Linked DNA regions of Mus musculus: regions 2 and 3 are each linked to region 1. The links are chromatin contacts, called in public HiChIP or PLAC-seq maps. All regions are on one chromosome and are shown on one strand. Each heading gives the region's core, a stretch centred on a gene start, on an enhancer-like site or on the middle of the called end of the contact. The rest is flanking DNA. Distances are from core to core; before and after follow the strand shown. Region 1 overlaps Gm15290 (predicted gene 15290). Region 2 holds the start of Mier3 (MIER family member 3). Region 3 has its middle 39 kb from the start of Mier3.

Region 1 (3,533 bases), core at 934-3,433:
AACAATGGTTTTGGAGATGAAGCCTCTCCTTCGTCGCTCACTCCCCACATTAGCCGGTGGCTGCCTAACTTCCACTAACTTCCACTCCTCTTCTAGCCAAGTGTGACTTCTTCAAACTCCAAATTGGTCTCTCTGGGACTCTTCTAATGGGCAAGGAACCCTCCCATGAGCACGCTTGACCACCGAGGGCTCTACAGTTCAGGCAGCTCTTGACTGCCCTCTTCTGGGGTTAGGTCCCCAAGTCACCCTTTCCTGTGGACCAGCAGCCACCCCTGAGTTCAAGTCCAAGTGAGGTAGTGAGAGGGGCTGCTTTTCACTTTATTCTGAAGCGATGGGATCCAGGCAGAGTTATTTTACCCTATTACTCTATTGTTTTACATCTGTAGTGTTGTCTGTCTGTGTTTGGAGACAGGGTCTCTGGTCTGTAACCTCAAACTCTTGATCCTGAAAGAGTAGTAAAAACAAAATTCTAGGCCTTTGGGCCCAGGCTTGGGAATGTGATCTTTGTGGCTCAATGCTCCAAGGTATGCTAATCATAAAACAGATAGTGACATCCCCCCACCCACCCACTTCCTGGGTTCAAGGAGTATTCATTCAAAGAAAGTCACCCTGACCCACCCTGACCATTGCTGGAACCCGCTATGCAAATGTGCTATTGTTAGGGGCTCTTAGAAACTGTCTTGAGAAATAACCCTCACAATTACCAGGTATTCCTTGTGACACCTGTGACTTTGTACTTCCTTGTGACTCTTAACTGGTATTTTTGGTATTTTCCAACAACGCCCTTCCCACCTCCTTGAGTTGTGCTTTCTTCCTTTAAATACCCCCTTATCCAGCTACTCGGGGCGCCACGGTCCTCTACCCCTGCGTGGTGTATGACCGTGGGCCCTAGAGCACTCTTGAATAAAAATCCTCTTGCAGTTTGCAGCAAGACCGTTTCTTGTGGGTGATTTTGGTGTGTCACCTCTCCTGAGTCAGAAGGTGGGGGAGTCCTCACGTTGTGGGTCTTTCAATCCTTCAATCTCAGACTCTTGGGGGGCTGGTGTGGGGTGTGGGCTGGGATTACAAGGGGTTTTGTTTTGTTCTGTTTCGGGTTTTTGTTTTTTTTTTTTAATCTCATAATGTAGCTATTTTTATCCATCAGGAAGGCTTGAGGGAGGAAGCAATGCTAAGGCCTTTCAGATAACAAAACTCAAAGTGGATTCAATGAAAGCAGATAGTGGAGTACACATCGGTAAACCCAGGACAGCCTCGGCTGAAGTAGGAGGCTAAGGATTTGAGGCCAGGCTAGGATACAAAGTCAAATGAAGAGCAGCCTGGGAAGAAGAAACCTTATCATAAAAACAGAAACAAAGCCCACTGAGCAGCAGCAGCAGCGGCAACCAGAGAACAGATAACATTGTTCCTCGATGTCTGTTAAATTGCCTTTTCTAAAAATGTGAAGAAATTAAATGAGCTGAGTTTGGCACTAGGGAGATGAAGACAGCGAGCCCAGGATCTCAAGGCCTTCACTTCAATCTTCGCCACCAAGACACCCACCCACCCACCTCACCCCCCAAAAAAAAGAAAGAAAGAAAGAAAGAAAGAAAATAAGAAAAACGTGGCATGTTGGGAAGATGGGGGTAAAGAGAAGAAGGGTTTGTTTGTTTGTTTGTTTGTTTGTTTTGCTTTGTTTTGAGACAGGGTCCCTCTATTTAGCCTTGGCTGTCCTGGAACTTGCTATGTAAACAAACCACTATGGCCTCAAAACCAGAGATCCCCCTGCCTCTGCCACCCAGTGGTGAGAATAAGGCATGCATCTACATGCCTGTCCTTAGTATTATCAATAAAACAATAACAGACACAGAAGAAACCTCAAGGACAATCTTATTAGAGAAATGCCGGGACAGGCAAGCTTTCCATCCTAGCAGCTGTCCGGAGGAGGGAGATGCGAAGGACAAGGAGAAAAGGCCACACTGTCCTAGTTAAGCTGGCGTGGAGGTCAGCCACCAGGCCCACAAGCAACCACACAGCGTAGGGGAGCAATAGAGAGGGAGTGGAAAGGCCCAGAAAAAGCACACTGGGGTGTGGCCAGCATTGGAAAGACGAGAGAAAGGAGCAGAAATTGTCCCTTCTAAGTCAGGAACTAGAAAGGCGGGTAGGACTAATAGAGCTTTGCTGGCGGCACGTGAGGATCACGGGACAGAAAAGCAGGTGATCCCATCACGGGGCTAATTGTTGCTCCTTTCTGGTTAAGGTGGCTTAAGGCGAGCAGGCGAGCAGGCGAGCAGGAATTTGAAGGTGGGCGGGGCAGGTGGGGAGAATGGGGGTTCCTTAGCCAGGGTATTGACCTGTCTAACTAGACGATATACCCAGCTATAAGCAAGGGCACAGAGAAACCACAAACTGGACCACTCCATGAATACAATAAAGGGTTTATTTTATTGAGGGTCAAACTGCCAAAGCTACAGAGGTAGGCAGAGAGAAGATCAAAATGGCAGAAAAGCAAGGGGTGGGCTCTATGACAGTCAACAGGACGAAGGCCTTTGAGCTGACTCAAGCTTTGTGAACTGACCTGGAGACAAGGTTCCCTTGCTCAATGTGGATGACCTTTGAGTTTGGATTAAGGAAGGCTCCTGGCAAACAGAAACCCACCTTAGGCCTTTACACAACAACAATCCTTCTGTTTACCAAGCCAAAGTCCTGTTTTAGACATTGTCACCAGCACTGCCATTTGGGAGACCTCTTTGGACCTAGCATCAGCCAGGTCAGGGACTGTATTCTCTTGATCAGAGGAGCTCTTCCTCAGTAAACCTTTACTGCTATTACATATAATACTGTCTCAAAACCACAAAAGAGAAAAAAAGAAAGATTAAGAAAAATATGTCCCATATATACTGCACTCCTTCCTTAATCATTAATAAATATCTCAATTGGATGCTCCCAGCCATCCATTGGACAGAGGACAGGGTCCCCAATGAAGGAACTAGAAAAAGTACCCAAGGAGCTGAAGGGGTTTGCAGCCCCATAGGAGGAACAACAATATGAACTAACCAGTACCCCCAGAGCTCCCAGGGACTAAACCACCAACCAACCAAAGAGTAGACATGGTGGGACTCATGGCTCTAGCTGCTGTATATGTAGCAGAGGATGGCCTAGTCAGTCATCAATGGGAGGAGAGGCCCTTGGTCCTGTGAAGGTTCTACGCCCCAGTGTAGGGGAATGCCAGGGCCAGGAAGTGGGAGTGGGTGGGTTGGGGAGCAGGGGGAGGTGGGGAGCAGATAGGGGATTGCAAGCTAGGCAGCGGTGGCACACGCCTTGGATCCCAGCACTCGGGAAGCAGAGACAGGGTTATCTCTGACTTTAATCATTAATAAATATCTCAAACAACTTGTATAGGGGTTGGAGAGATGGCTCGGCAGCTAAGAGCATTTGCTGCTCTTACAGAGGAGTGGGGTTCAATTCCTAGTATCCATGTCAACCCCCTGTAAGCCAAGCTCCAGGAATCGGACAGCCTGGTCTACAGAGCGAGTTCTAGGACAGCCAGGGATATA
Region 2 (3,430 bases), core at 472-2,971, 150 kb before region 1:
CCCCCCGACCCCCGACCCCCGGAAGAGGTAAGAAAATTGAACAAACCTGGGCTCGAACTTCCAAAGGAAGCCTGGGAGAGTGAGAGAGAGAAAAGAAAACTGTGAGGTTGAATCCTGTAGCAAGGAAAAGGAGGCAGCGCAGGCAACAGGGCGCAGAGGGGGCGGAGCCGAGCGCTCCCAGGCAGCTGCCAAAAAGTGCAAGACGTAGCTTCGCTCCAATCGCTCCCGGCCCCTTTCGGGCCCCCTCTTGGCTGCCTCGCCTTCCTCCCCAAGTCCCCAGTGTACAAACTCGCAGACTCCGGACGAGGGCTGGAGTTGAAACGGGCAACTCCGAGACACCGTTTAGAGCTCGGCAAGTTACAAAGCCGGGAAGCCGAAGCCAGAGCTTACCCGGCTCGCAGCATCAATCCTTCATCCCGGGCATCTCACGAGTCCCCCGACTACAGCAGCTCACCCAGCTCTCCGCTGGCCCTAGAGCAACTCCTCGAAACGCAACCCCGTCCCCTAGGAGGGTCTCACCCTCTGAGACACACACACACAGCCTGCCCTTGGAGTGCGCGGGCGCCCCAACTCCAGGGTTTGTCGACTGCCCCAAGCGTAGGCCAGCTCGACCCTGACACTGGTCCCCAACCCAACGCGGGAGCACCCTCCCGCCCCCACCTCCCCACCCCCACCCACCAGCCGCTGAGGTCGGAGGAGCCGCGACCACTGAGTCTGGGACCAGCCGGGTCCTCCCCCGGGGGAGCGGTCGGTCCCCGGCCCGCCAGCTCGGCCCTAGCACACACAGCTCGCTCCTGCCCAGCCCCGGTGCTCCCATCACGCCGCCCCCTCCCCCAGCTTGCCCGTCCCAGGGGAGCCCGGTGCCCGGCAGCCCGGGTCGCCCGGTGCCCCCCCCCCCAAGTCCGGCCCGGGGTAAAGAGACTCTCGGGCCGCTCGGCGGGCGAGGGCGTCGAGGTGTGGGTCGGTCTCTGCGCCCGGGGACGCCGCACCTCGCAGGCTTCGGGGTAGAGAGTCCCGCTCCGCTCCCGCTGGCCTCGGAGCCCCCGGTCAGGAGAGGCGGCGGGCGGCCGGATTGCCGAGGGCCGGGTCGGCTCACTCCGGCGGGGCAGTGGCGCAGCCCGCTCTCCGCGCTGCATTCCAGCCGCCGACCGAGGATCGGCCGCTCTCCACCCACCCCGATCCCGGGAGGAGGCGCCGAGCGAACGGCGGCCCGCGTCAGCCGCCCCGGCCACGGCCCGGAGGCTACCCCGGCCCGAGGCTCGCCGCCGCCGCCCTCCGCCGCCCGGCCCCGCCGCCCGGCCCGGCCGGGGTCGGAGCCGCCGCGGCCTAGTCCCGAAGGGAGACCGCTCCCGCGCCCGCTCCCGCCCCTCCGGCAGCCTCGCCGCGCCTCGCCGCCGCCCCGCGCCCCCCATCCCCCGTCGCCGCCGCGCCGCCTTCCGAGGACCCGCGGGAGGAGCCGTGGCTCTCGGGCCGGCTGCGGGGCTTCGGAGGGCCGCCCGGCTCCCGCTCCAGCACGGCCGCCGCTGCCCGGTTTCTCCGCTCACCTCCGCCATATTGGTACCTTTAGGGCGAACGAGCAGCGCCGAGCCCAGTCCCCGGATGGGGCGCCTGAGCCAATCGCAGCCGCCGCCGCCGCTGCCGCCGCCGCGGCCCGCCAGGCACCCGCCCGGAGGCAGAGGCGGCTCGGCCCCTTATAGGGCAGGCCGGCCCGCGACGCCCCCGGCCCGCTCGCACACCCACGCCGTCCGGCGCTCCCGCGGCCGCCGCTCCTGCACGCGCCCGCCCCGCGCGCCCACGGCGCTCTGCCCCGGCTGGAGTAAAGTTCCAGCTGAACTGCGGGCGAGCGCGGGGACCGGCCGGTGGGTGCGGTGGGGGGGCCGGAGGGAGGGAGGGAGGGAGGGAGGGCGAGCCCGGGGCGGGGGAGGAAGGAGGGTGGCGGGAGACTCGGAGGAGGACTCGACGGACTTTCCCGAAGTGAGAAGAGTACGCGATGGCAAGTGAGCGAGCCGCTGATGGGCAAAAGAGGAGAGAGACCCGGACAGGAAGCAGGACGGCTAGGCACCTGCAGGAATGGAATGCGCATCGGCGTTCAGTGGCTTGGAGTGAACTGTGGAAGTAGACATTTGCCAGACAGGCTCTGGAAGATGATGGCAATTCAGAAGGCAGAAAGACTGACAGACGGAGCCAGACATGATGAGCGTGCTTGCGCGACATTCATAGCCTGTACACTTTTTTTTTTTTAAAGACCAGTTCTAGGAGTTATTAATCACAAATAGTCTAGAAGATGACCCGAAGATATACACTTGATAAACCTTTTAAAAAGCAGAGTGTCAAAGACCCTGAACCAAATTGCAAAAACTGCCTCTCACACCTACCTCGGGGGTAAATAAAAACAACATTGTTTGAGATTATACATACAATAAATGTGGTCTCCTGGATAAGTGGATACATGGAAGAGAGAGAGAGACTTAGCAGATGTATCTGTTTCTGCATAGGCTTCAAGAAATAATCCTGTGTATGAAAACAGATCCATGAGAAGATAATATACAAACAGGAAGGTGTGCTAAGACCTTACAGGGGCTTAGAGTGTCCGTGAAGACCAGAGCTCTCCTCCCAGATGCCTGCCAGGAGCTTGTAATAAATATTAATGGCAAAATGAGGTTTGCACTGTAGCTTCATAAATTTAAGCATTTTTAAGATGCTAAAACTTTTCATAACTTTAAACCTTAATTACACTGTTCAGGTTTGAGCCTAGGGTCTCCAATTCCCTCACTGGATGAGGATGGAGATGGGTTATGGGAAGAAGCAACGGTTACTTTTAAAGAGGATTACCAAGGCAAAAAAAAAAAAAAAATCAACCTAAAAACACGGGTAAAAGTTATTTATTCGTGGAAATTTTACAGAAGAAAAAAGTCACTCAACTTCAAAACATCCAAAAGACATGGAAAATTACACTTCCCCTACTGTGAATGATATCACAAACTTTTGTCCAATCAAATAACTCAAAAACAGGCTTGGCACATGTTGTCCCTACCATCTTCAACGAGGCGTTCAAAGTTGTAAAAGTTAAAAAACAAAACAAAACAAAAAACCCTGTGGCTTGAAATGGAGCAGAGTGACCAGGGTTAGTGAGGGGCAGTGCGCACCCACACCCTCTGATAAAGCCAGAAAGCACTGCTCAGCAGCTCGGCTCCAGCCAGGTAGCCAACAGCCTGCCCCTTATTTACATCATAAAAAAAAAAAAGTTTCATCCTACAAATTTATCACATCCTCACAAGTGTGGCCTTAGATTCTCCTGGCCAATTCTGAGAAATATATGGCCTTGCAGTTCTCCATGAACAGAGTAGTAAGGTTTCTTCAGGTTCTCTTGACATTTTGACAGCTTTGACGAATTGTATTGTATATAAGCAAAACTTGAAAAGGTAACCAG
Region 3 (3,295 bases), core at 206-2,705, 190 kb before region 1:
CACATGGGTGCTGGCCCTGTGCATTGAGTGAGTTATTAAAGTTCTTTCAAATACCATCCATGGAGAAATGGCTTCCCACCTTCCATGAGGCTAGTATTTATCCAAAACTGGATAAAATAACATCAAACACAAGATTATAGACCCATATCTCTCATAATGCATATGCAAATTTTCTTTAAATATCTTACCAAAAGAACCCAGTAATATAAAGGATAATATAACATGATCATATTAATCCAATGACAGAAAGCTTAATGGTCACTTGGGGACTGGGAATGAAAGAATACATGAGAATGGTTAAAGAAAGGTTCTAACAGGATTTTGAAAGTGATGGATACATTTACAATCTTAATTTTGATTAGTGTATAGACAAAAGATTTATCAAATTGTTCACTTTAAGTGTGTGCGGTTTATCATACACCACTATGAAATATCATATACTATACCTTAAAAAGCTCCTTAAGAAAGCATTTTGTCTGGTAATCTTGCCTTCGGCTGTTTAGGAGAATGAAGTGCAAACAGGGCATTTTGTTCTTATGTCTATATATTCACAAATCACTTTAGTTAAGAACACTCATGCAGCTACCTTGGGATTCTGTTCCCAACATCCACATGGTCGCTCACAACCATTTATCCGGTTCCAGCGGACACCGTGGACACCAGATACCCACAAGGTGCACATATATACATGCAGGTAAATCACTAATACGCATAAACTAAATCAGTGTGTGTGTGCCTCTTTGAATGGGTTCGCTCGCTCTTAGAAGCGCCTGAGGTCCAGGCTAAGGCTGGAAATTGGCCGAGAAGAGTTCAGCTGAGTGGAGCCCATGAGAGTAGGGACTAAGCAGAGGCTGAGGACAGACGTTACAAGCAGCAGGCACAACCCTGGGAAAGAAACCAGGCGGCCCACGCCCAGGGAGCGTTCCTAGAGGCCAGGATGCCATGAAGTCCAGTGACTCTTCGCGCACAACCAAGATCGTTGTACCCATGAGAGCGCAAACGCACAGCGAGAGCAGGCTGCTCCAGCTCTGCGCGCCCGGGCTGCAGGAGCCTTGCGGTGTGGGACACCCTGGGCGGAGGCCCGGAGGGCGGGACAGCGCAGCCCGGCTCCTCCCTTAACTGAGCGGGGCGAGGATTCGACGCGCCTCTTCCACGCCTTCCTCCTCGCTGCACCACAGAGCAGCCTGCAGGGTGTGTGGGGGCGATGGCGCCGCTTCGTCCCCCCCAGAATGTGAGAAGCCTCACCTACAACCCGAAGTGAGAGGACGGAATGGCAGGACCTCACGACGTCACGCAGCCCTCGCTGCTGCCAAAGCTGTTACGCCCAGCCAATGGGCTGAGGCGGGCGGGCCGCGGAGGCGGAGCCTGAAGTACTTGAAGCCCCGGGATGCCCTGGGCTGACTCGAGCAAGCCTTGGGGGGGGCCGAGCCTGAGGTGGGTGGAGCCTGGGGGCTTCCAAAGTTCTGCGGTGGGCGGGCCTAAGAGGAGGAGCCTGAGGTGGGTGGAGCCTGGGACAACCCGAGGTTTAAGGCGAAAGGAACCTGAAGTGGGTGGAGCCCAAAGTAGGCGGAGCCCTGAGGCTGAGGGTCGCCGAGGGGGTTGGGGCTATTCGGTAACGCAGATGCCCACCTTACGGGGGCGGGACCTGTGTCCCCTTTCCCAGTGTGCGCCGCGCTGCTGGGTCTCACGCGCGCGCGCTTTTTTCCTTTAGTAACTCCGCCCTTACAAGGATGCTGCAAAGGAGCAAATAGAAACTTACAAAGTGGGGGTGTGGCCTTTCCTCAACCGGGACCTAGGAGTTTGAACTTCCTCGGAAAAGTCAAGGCTTAGTCTCATTAACGCGTAGAAAAGAGCAGAAAACCATGGATTGCTCGGGGTGGGTCGCCGTGGGCTGTGACGGCTGGCGTTTGTGAGCGTGCTGCTGATCTGCAGTCTATGCAGCGGAAGACTCGGCTGAAAGTGAGACAGACACAAGCGCCTTCCCGAAGCTTCACACTACGGAGACGTGAATTCGGGTGTGGCGTTACCTTAGAAATATCAAGAGAAAGTTTCTTCCTTTTTGTTCAGAAACAACAGTTTGTTAAAAAAAAAAAATAGTTCTGGAAGTAAGAGTGATATAGTCAAAGAAGAAATTACCACTCCCGGGAGAGACTATATGACAAGGGATGTGAATTTGGCTTAAGTTTGCCTTTGAAAAGGACACGCCTATGGGAAAAAGTGTTTACGAAGATTCTTATTTGAAAACATTCAAGTAGCTATTGAATGGTTCGAGGGAAAGCTGAGCTACGTGTCTGCTTCTGATCTTTCCGTTTACAGCTTTAGTACCTCGGGCACGTTCCCTAGCATTTCCATGCCCAAGTTTCTTTGCAAAAACAAAACAAAACAAAACGCATGTTGATGACTGGCTACTTGGATGCTCATGGTTGCGGGTTAGAGAACATTGACCTCTCCCAAAGAATTGCTTCTTCTAGGGTCTCAGTTTAGCATAGCTTAGTTCATTAAGGGCAATAACCCAGGAATCATCCAGAACTTTAGTCGATTGCTGCGTAGGAAACAGAAACTTTCAGATTCTTCAACACATTGCAAAAGACCCAAAGATAAAATTATTACAGGTGACGTTGTTCTAGGAACGTTACCAAAGGTTCCCCAGGCTCTATTTTTAAACGACCATAGTAAGCCATCAAATTTCTTGTGCTTCCAGAACCAGTTGAGTCAAAAAATCAACACCTTCTGAGAGTCCAGCATCAAAAGGTGAGACTGTTTGAAAATGGCTATCAACAACCAAATGGCTTTAAACCAGAAGACATTCGTTGTATGACCTTGGGTTTAGGTGTCTACAGGAAGATTTGTCTTGTCACTGAAGGATTGATACCCAAGAAACAGAATCTATGTATCCTGGTAAAAAGCTGTTAGTATTGCCAAAGATTGCTGGTCTAGCTCTGTAGTCAGAGTAAATAAAGATTTGAATTTGAAACCCAAGTTTTCAGACTTTTAATTTCATAATTAACCTTATAAATTACATTGTCTGTTAAAGTATGCTATAATGTGTGATGGAATAATTGCATTTATATGTAAGTACACTGTACCTGACTTCAGACACCGCAGAAGAGAGCATCAGATCTCATTACAGATGGTTGTGAGCTACCATGTAGTTGCTAGGATTTGAACTCAGAACCTTTGGAAGAGCAGCCAGTGCTCTTAACTGCTGAGCCATCTCTCCATCCCAATAAATGCATTTTTTGGTCATGAGACTTTCCCAATATATATTCATTTTCTCCTTTACCAGTTATAGAAA

What was found. HiChIP or PLAC-seq counts read pairs in DNA pulled down with a chosen protein or histone mark.
Region 2: an H3K4me3 HiChIP or PLAC-seq map of embryonic stem cells shows a contact between it and region 1, with 20 read pairs. The contact joins the promoter of Mier3 here to the enhancer-like site in region 1. A contact is called at or near these places in 3 of 39 promoter capture datasets (the 3T3-L1 cell line, the C10 cell line and pre-B cells), 7 of 484 Hi-C or Micro-C datasets (the G1E-ER4 cell line, bone marrow-derived macrophages, embryonic stem cells and 1 more), 13 of 115 datasets of contacts at active chromatin or transcription factors (the 230-238 cell line, craniofacial prominence, embryonic forebrain and 6 more) and 3 of 9 other capture datasets (adipose tissue, liver and pancreatic islet).
Region 3: a contact with region 1 is called in an H3K4me3 HiChIP or PLAC-seq map of embryonic stem cells, with 36 read pairs. The contact joins two enhancer-like sites. A contact is called at or near these places in 10 of 39 promoter capture datasets (the 3T3-L1 cell line, 3T3-L1-derived adipocytes, the C10 cell line and 6 more), 4 of 15 datasets of contacts at CTCF or cohesin (CD8 T cells, the G1E-ER4 cell line, large pre-B cells and 1 more), 3 of 484 Hi-C or Micro-C datasets (bone marrow-derived macrophages, liver and pre-B cells), 8 of 115 datasets of contacts at active chromatin or transcription factors (bone marrow-derived macrophages, embryonic stem cells, fetal liver and 1 more) and 1 of 9 other capture datasets (embryonic stem cells).

The regions. Positions count from the first base shown.
Region 1 is chr13:111,531,016-111,534,548 of GRCm38.p6, reverse strand. All of the region lies in intron 1 of Gm15290 (predicted gene 15290), which reads left to right. Among named protein-coding and RNA genes, the nearest start is that of Gm15290, 17 kb to the left of the region's middle. Within about 2 kb of position 2,183, at least 16 of the 459 cell types and tissues checked have an H3K27ac peak or open chromatin away from gene starts, as enhancers often do. A contact at or near this core is called in embryonic stem cells and liver, where this site is marked.
Region 2 is chr13:111,684,469-111,687,898 of GRCm38.p6, reverse strand. It overlaps Mier3 (MIER family member 3), which reads right to left and starts at 1,721. Exons shown (of 13, transcript NM_172593.3): 1 at 1,545-1,721; 2 at 47-71. The coding sequence starts at 1,553.
Region 3 is chr13:111,723,606-111,726,900 of GRCm38.p6, reverse strand. It overlaps the pseudogene Gm15488. Among named protein-coding and RNA genes, the nearest start is that of Mier3, 39 kb to the right of the region's middle. Within about 2 kb of position 1,455, at least 391 of the 459 cell types and tissues checked have an H3K27ac peak or open chromatin away from gene starts, as enhancers often do. A contact at or near this core is called in embryonic stem cells and liver, where this site is marked.